Regions from separate parts of the Anas platyrhynchos genome. Here region 1 is linked to region 2. Evidence: chromatin contacts called from public Hi-C data. All regions are on one chromosome and are shown on one strand. The core of a region is the stretch at or near the end of the contact, and the rest is flanking DNA. Distances in the headings are between cores, read along the strand shown.

The links. Hi-C and Micro-C count contacts between places; a contact is called where the count stands out from the background.
Region 1: a contact with region 2 is called in a Hi-C map of skeletal muscle, with 2.7 times the contacts expected there. The contact joins two enhancer-like sites. A contact is called at or near these places in 2 of 8 Hi-C or Micro-C datasets (liver and skeletal muscle).

The regions. Positions count from the first base shown.
Region 1 is chr3:26,945,098-26,948,964 of IASCAAS_PekinDuck_T2T, forward strand. No RefSeq gene overlaps it. Among named protein-coding and RNA genes, the nearest start is that of TOMM20, 17 kb to the right of the region's middle. Within about 2 kb of position 2,449, at least 4 of the 8 cell types and tissues checked have an H3K27ac peak or open chromatin away from gene starts, as enhancers often do.
Region 2 is chr3:26,865,424-26,869,654 of IASCAAS_PekinDuck_T2T, forward strand. All of the region lies in intron 1 of LOC140002117 (a long non-coding RNA gene), which reads right to left. LOC110353494 (a long non-coding RNA gene) reads right to left here and starts at 2. Exons shown (of 2, transcript XR_005264760.2): 1 at 1-2. Within about 2 kb of position 2,643, at least 5 of the 8 cell types and tissues checked have an H3K27ac peak or open chromatin away from gene starts, as enhancers often do.

The sequences.
Region 1 (3,867 bases), core at 1,199-3,698, 79 kb after region 2:
TGCTATTTAGGGGAAAGAAACACAGATACACTTTTATTCTACTGCAGAGGGCGAGTCTCCGTGCTGTTCCTTCCCAGCACAGGGAGGCAGGGCTGGAAGGCTCCTTCCCAGCGACTGCAAAGGCCCTGCTTGCCTCAGGCAGCTCAGGCCGGTGCTCCCTGCCTTCCCGAGGCACCACGTCCCAGGGGTGCAGGCTGGGACTGACAGCACCAGGGATGCACGCGCTGCCTCGGACAAGGCTGGCTGGAGCAGCGCTGCTGGCAGCGCCCACAGCCAAATTCCACCCTCGGCTATCGCCCAAATGTAAATTTAGAGCAACTCCCCTCCACAGCGGTGACCCGGGACTTGTCCCGTGGGAGGGAGCAGAGCAAAATTTGGACAAAGAGACGGTGCTTTAGGACAACCATTTGGGGCTCGGGTGTGAGCACAATCACCTTATAAGAGAGCAGAATTGGCAAATGAAAATATTGCTCCTGGCACGCGAGTACTTCCATATTGATTCAACACTTAAAAATGCACTGAAGTGCGGATGCCCTTTCTTCAAACCCTCCAGCAAATTCACTTTCTCTCTTGGCACTCTCTTCTCTCTCCTCACTCCTCAGCTAGTTTACCCTGATGGCAACAGCTCCTACCTACATCAGCTTCTCAACTGCTGGGCCCTGCTGGTCTCTGTGCTGCCTCCTCTCGTTCCCTCTTCGGCTTCACCTCCTAGTTAAAGTGCTTCTAGTGGAGGAGCTGAAACTTCTCCCCTTCCAGAACAACTGCTCTGCAACATAACACACCACAGGCCTGATTATCCTAGCAAAAGCAGGGAGAAATCCTTGCTGAGGTCTTGGTCTGGGAGGGGACACATTGTCATGCCTCATGCTACTCACCTGCCCCTGGCCCTGCCTGCCCCGGGACCAGAGGCAGGACTGCAAGCTGGCCAAGTCAGGGTAGCTGTTCTCAAGTCAGAGGCTCCGCAACGAGTATTTGGCTTCAACATATCATATGACTTTGTTCTTCGAGTTACATTTTAACTGAGAAAGTTTAACAAGTATGACTTATGGGCTTCTAAAATTGGCAGCAGAAAAATGAGCTGAGGAAGTCATGGAAAAAAACCACAAGCGAAGCCATTCCATGTTATGCACAATTTCTGGGCTCTTTTTCCAATCTTCTGTTTTTTTGGACGGTGGAAAATATTTTCCAGCTACACAGGCCTGGCCTCACTGAGTACGTATTTATGCCAAGTTTATAAAAAGCAGCTGCAGACAGGGTTGAATGAAAGGATTACACTGCTGTCTGTCTTCCAGAAGGTGCTTCAGTTCACACCCTGTCCCACAGAGTGAGGCTCGTTTCTCAAATCTCCATGAATTTACGTAAAGAGGGACAAAATTTGAGCCTTGCAATACAAACAAGTATGGCTGTGCATGTGAAAGGCCATGGGTGTATGCGTATCTACCTAGCTAGCAGTGGTTCCTAGCTGCTGCTGATTTGGGCTTTCAGTGCTGGAAGTTCACCACTGCTCCTCAGACCTCTCTGCACCCTGCAGCCCAGCCCATCTGCCATGAATACAACAATGGGGAGAGGGCTTCCAGGCTCAGGACCCTGGTTTCAGCGTACAGCTGCCGCCTGCTTCACGTATACCTGCTCACAAGCTGCTCCCACTCAAATTCAGGCTTCACCAACCTCACGTACAGCGAGGCTGCCAGGTTCTGAGTCCAAGAGGGATCGCTGTAATGATGCAGCCTGACCTCCTCCACAGTGCACTGCCACAGAATTTCAATCTGGAGCCTGCACAGCAGAGGCATAACCTTAATTTTCAGCCGTGTCTTGTCAGAGCCTTGGCCTGATACACCAGTCAGCAGAGGAGAGTTACAAATAATTCTTCACTCTCCTAAGCAGAATAGCTCCAGGGGAGGGGGGGGGGGGGGGCTGCAGGGAGGACACAAACAGAAAGTAAATGGATATAAAAAAGGTAAGGTAGGTGGTAAACTGCAGATCATATATTACAGATCCGTACCCTGCTGTTTTTGCAGTCAAGTATCTTAGAATAACAGTACTGAGAACGACAGTGTTACATCAGGAATATCGGTCAAGACAATATTTCCTGGCAATTGTTTGAGAAATGCTTTTCTCACAGCTAATTGCTCCCAAGAGGCTGTGTTTTCTCTGTTTTTAGAAGGCGAGCGATTAAGAAAGAAGGTTTTTAAACCTCTGCACCCTGCTGTGGGACAAAGAACTAAGGGGGGGGGAAAAAAGGCAAAAAGAAAGAAAAGAAAGAGGCACAACAGCTGTAATGTTCTATGAAATGATTTTGTTCTGTTCTCTTGCCGGGGTGGTGGGTGCAATCATCAGTTTGGCAGAGATAAATACAGAAAAAGCAAGAATTTTACAGGGACGGGGAGTCCCAGCTCCGAGAGTACCACATTGCCATCTAGCGGCACAGCCCCTGGCAAGCCCCAATACCTGGGGCTCTGCGAGCTCCCAACCTCACCTCCCTGTGCCTGTGCACGCAGCAGGCACCTCCGTGAAAACGGGGCTGAGTTTCCTTCCAGCGTTTTACAACCGAGCTCGACAACTGCAAAACCACTTGGTCTGTAACCGGTAGGTGTAGGGAGGCAAGGCGAAAAGGGGAAAATGCCCCCAAAAGGAAGTTTAAGAGCAACTTGGCTTTGCTGTGAAAAGCTGGTGTTTACACCGAGGCCTGCAGATTGACGTCGCCCATTGCTGCCACACACAGAGCTACAGCAGCCTTGTCATGTTCTCTGTTGTACGGACAGATGTCTGCAGCAAGACAAGGGCTTGTCCCAAGGTGATGGGCACGAATCTAGAGCTGATGCCCTATACCCAACCGCATCAGACCAAATACCTCCGCACCGCGTGCTCTGACGCTAGCTCTCCAGTAAGTACCTCGCTGCTGACACATTTCCCTTTTATTCTGAACAGAACACAAATGTTAGCCTTTCAACACTGAAAAAAAGAAAAGCCAAAATACCAAGTCCCCCAAATAGCAAAAGAAAGGCACTTTACTTTTGGAAGACACCCAGCAAAGGACAGCAAATTGATTATTTTGTATGACCTTCAGGTGGCAAGTTGAAAAGAAAAAGCAGCTTGGTCCACGTGAATTCTGATGTTCACTGAGAGGTGTGACGCTGGAAAGTTCTGGCCACAGCAGAACCCTGCTTATCTGGGAAACAAAACCAGTCCTAGCGCCTGAACTCCACCAGGAGAGACTGTCATTTTGGGGGGCAATGGAAGAAGCCTTGCACCAGGAATCCAAGACCGCCCACAGACCTCTGCCTTTTGGCGACATGCGTTCTGCTCTTGCACTTCCCACTGGAAATACATGACCACTATCACACCTTAAATGGGATGAAAGGTGATTAGCAGGAGATTGCGTTTGGCCCCGGCGTGAAGAATGGTATGTCTAGCTAATCATTAGCTCCATGCCTTTGGTCCCTGGATCCTGTGAGGCTTCCTAGGAGCACAGCTGTTCTGTTTATGCCCTAAATAGCCATATTAATGAAGGTGATATTCTGTGATAGTAGCAAAAATAACTTTCTTTGCCAAGAAAGGAAAATGCAGTTAAGTTCCCCAAAACAAATCTAATGCATGCTGCTCCAGTAAATCAGTCTTACAGCAGCCCTTCCTCAAAAGCCCCGAGGGAGAACCTATAGGAATACTTTGATGACTACGGATGCTACAGTGACCCATGAATGCTTTGTAGAGTATTTACAAAGTCCCTGCTGAATCAATCAACAGCAAAGCTTGTGTTGTCACCCCCTGTGATAAGCATGCAAGATCTGGAACATAACTAGAAGTTGGGGAAGCAGAATTTGAACAGTGAATTTTAGAAAAGGAGAGGTCATGAAGGAACCTGAGCCT
Region 2 (4,231 bases), core at 1,393-3,892:
CATCTTCAAGCTCACACGATGCTCCCTGTTTCAAAACCCACCTTGTCAACTCCACAGCTGAAATCTCTCAACTTTAGGGAGTGGGTAGATTTTTTAGTATTATTTTTAAGTTGCAAAGGTGAAAACGGAGAAAGAAGGGTCAAACTGAGTAATTTGAGACTGAGCGCTACCCTCAGGGAAACACCTCCTTGCCTAAACCACTACTAGGTATATCTCCAGGGAGAATGAAGGAGGCTTTCCCAAAGAGCTGTGCCTCTGTGAAACCCCTCTTGCCTTGGCCCTGCTGCCATGCAACCCCCGTGCCCAGGGCTCACCAGTGCCCTCCACCAACACCCTGTGCCAGAACTGCTTCTCCAGAGCACTGAAGTCCTGTAGACACACACCAGACTGTTGCAGCATGCACAGAGTTTTGCAGAGGTCGATGCTATCGACTTTATTTTCTGCTCACAAGCTCAGTAGCACAATTCCAGAGACAGAGAAGAACATGAGAGACATGTCCAGGAGGCAAACTTTGTGCTCCCCTGTCCCACAGGGAAGGGATGCTTGGATCTGGGTTTTGATTTCTGCCATGGTAGGAACAGAAGATGGCTGCAAAATCTGGGCCTGGATTTGTCTTTCCCCTTCTCCCCTTCCCATGCCACCCAAAACCCCCTTCCTCCTCTCACTTGGAGCTTTGACCCCAGCCACGCTGCAAGGGCCAAGTGAATGGATTCCTACAGATGAATCAGAGCTGTTTGGAAGCCAAATCCCTCCTACAGTTCAGCTATACCTGCGCACGTCTGCACACTTGTTTTCCTAAGGAGTCAGCACTTCCTTGTCCCAGCCAGAAGTGGAAGTGTTAAGCTATTGTGAGCGGCTGCTTGTTTTTATGAGTACTTTCTCAGCAATGGGTGTTTCTGTGAACCACACTAACGCTCCAGCTGTCTATAAGTCAACACACGTTTCCCAATGCCTTCTGCATTTGTTTGAGGGCTGTGCCAATAGTGCATTCATTAAAAGAGAAGTGGGTCTGTGGACAAGAAAATACTGAAAGAAAATCCTTCTGAGTTATTTTTCTCCCTTATTTCTTCTGGCCATCTCCACAGCACGTGCCCAGCAGCATGACTGACACCCCCAGACGTCCTTCACAAGACGCAGGAAGGATGAGAAGCTGCTGGCAGGGCAGCAGGGAACATCCCATCCCACCCTGTTTGGGGTGAAGGCAGGTAACAGCAGCCTGCATTAGCCTGGGCTGCAGGGACAGCCTGTGTTTAGTCTATTTGCCTTTGAGAAACAGAGTTAAGAAGGAATGAAGTCAAACAGATACACATTATGGCATATCTATAATGGCTCTGAAATTGCTGGACTTTAGGGCACAGTTAATCTACAACCTGGCTAACTTACCCCAAGGTAACTGAGGCAGCAGCCAATGGGCACCATCCTCGTGCTTCTGTGCAAGCCCCTGCACACAGCAGAGACTCAGCCACAAAGGTCTGCAGGATGAAACCTTACATACCAGTGCACATGCTCCACACCATCAGGCCAAGCTGCACCCCAGAATCAGCACCACAAGGTGCACTGGGCCAGCAGCACCCCACAGCATGGGGCATCGTGCCCAGGGGGGCCTCGTGCCAGCACTCAGCCCAGCTGTGGGATCACACTTATCAGAGCCCTTTAAAAACAATGCTCCCACATGAAAGTTTCCAGTGAGAACCAAGCATCTGGGGGAAAACACTCTCAGGAGGAGACTAAAACAGAAACAGGCATAAAGGAGCCGATTCCCATCTGGCTGATAGCAGATGCAGAGGTCCGGGCTGTTTTCCTGGAGCAGTAGGCCTAACATTTTCTCTGCATCTGTGTAGAAAGCACCTGGACACATGGTATCTGAAGGGACAACATGCAGGAGCATGCCACAACCAAGGGAAAAGAAGGTTTTGTAGCTCCAAAAATGACTATGTTGTGAACTACTGCAGAGTTGCACTTAGATTCCAGCATTAATCCCAAGCTGAACCATTAGCTGTCCTGCAACTGTATCTAATAAAGTGCAGTCATGCTGCATTTGCATCTCTTCCACTTCCCAATCAAGCCACTTCCATTTACTGGCAAAAGTTGCATGAGAAGCCATAAATCTACTGGGAGCAAAGGTGCAGCAGCAATAACACTGTGCACAAAATGGGCTGCACGCAGAGCTTCCCTCCAGCCCCAGCACGCTGAGCCCAGTGCCTACCCCACATGCTCTCATCCCTGTTAGGATGTATGCCTGTGGGTACATGAAACTGATTTTTTTCCCCACCCTGTGGCAAGCAGCTGCTTCTGCCCAGATCCCTCCTTATAGCCTCCAGCCTCCCCAAACAGCCTTTTTTTTCCTGCTCCCTCTAAGCCTACAGTTTCACATCAGGGTGCATGTAGTCACCCTCTGGTCCCACCAGCCCAACACAGGCATGTGTCCAGTCCAAATCCCAAAGCCAGCATGGCAGCTAACACCCAGAGCAGCAGCAGAGGTTGGGAGGATGAGGGCATCCTCACACGTGAGGCCACAGGTCCCCATGTCTGCACTGCAGCTACCTGCCTGCATGGTGAGGCCTCCACACCACGCTTGCTGCACCTGCTCTCTGGGGTTATCAGCCTCCAAGGCTGTGAAACTGGTAATCTATAAAAAGCATGAGTCACAAAGTCTCATATCCTTCTCCGGTTTAAAGTGTTTCCTAGAACTGCACCGACTGCAAGGCCTTGAAGGCTCGACTGTTTACTGAAATAAAAAAAATTCCCCCTTCTGCTCTTGTGCAATGCCGCCCGAAACAAGTCTGTTTTGCTTTGTCTCATGTTTAAAAAGTTCCTCAGCAGAAAATAGGTAGTAATGAGAGAGGAAATGGGAAAAGGGGAGCTGCAGCAACCAAAAAGCTCACCTATTATAACACGAAGTGCACTCCTACTAGCTCAAGGAGGCAGAAAGTCTTCTGCCTTGCCTACCCTGCATGGACAAGCAGACAACTGAGAACAGGCAGGGCAGACATTTCTACACATTTAGCCCATTAGGACAAGGAACAGGAGAATATGCTGGCACCGTGTGACCTCAGAGACATCACCAAAGGGAAAGGTGACACAAACATCCTGAAAGTTTGTCTCTGCATCCCAAGGTGGACCCACCTCCCCATCACAGCAGAGCACAAGGGCAGTGACACAGCCCCAGGTGCAGGAGCAGAGCAAACACGCTCATGGCAGCCTGCGCACAGGGGCACCAGGGAGCTGGGCAGGTGTTCCCCCACAGCTGGGGGCTAACAACAGCACCCCTGGGCTCCATAAGCCTTGCATGGGTGGTACACACCTGACAAGTATGCTGCACTTGGAGTGAGCTGTTCCACTGCTTTCTGCTCTGCTGGGGAGCCAAAACGTGACAGTACTCCCGTGAGATTGCTGTTCCTTGGTCATGTAGTCCAGAAATATTTTTCTTTTTTTTTTTCTCCAGAGGAATAAATGTGTTCTTTACATGCAAGTGAAAACAGTTAAAAACTTTCATGCATTCAGCTCTCTGTGCTCAAAGAGTGCCAATGGGAGAGGAGCTAGGTTCTCATTCTCTCTCCCCAGCCTTATCTGCTGCTTGATTACACCAAGAAGCCCTTTCATAAGACTCTAGTAGGATGCCAGTGCATGTAGCCCAGGCCACTGAAGTATCCCCCAGCCTCAGGAAAACCTGGCAACCCACGATGTTTTAGCACAAGCTCGGAGCCAGTATACTACAGGACAGGGATAGCACTTCCCAGGGCAGGAAGCACTCCTGAAGCTGCTGAGAACCCACTGTTACCCTCATTGCTGTCCCACTCTTGATCACAGTGAGATAAACCTTTGTTTAAAGCCCAAACTCCCATGAGAAGCTGTCCAGGAGGCAGACCCTCCACCTCTCCTCCAGCAGCCATCTTGTCACCTCGTATCAAGCTGCAGCAGCCCATGTGGGCAGGAGGGCTGACCAGGCCCTGCTCCCTCCAGCAGCAGGCACCCTCTCCAGTTTCTCTGAACTTCACCTCTATTTGCTCTTGTTGTTAGCTCCTAAGCAGGAACAAAACAGCAGAAGCGCCGTTTAGTCAGTTTTGGTATTGCACAACTGAAAGAAAATAGGAAAGCACCCGCAGGAACTGAGCCAAGTCAATAATGGAGACAGATTAAGCAATACGTGCACCTGGCTGTCAGAAGTGCAAGATACTCTCTCTTTAGTAATTACAGAGCAATTATGAAGTTAACAGCAACTCCAATAAGG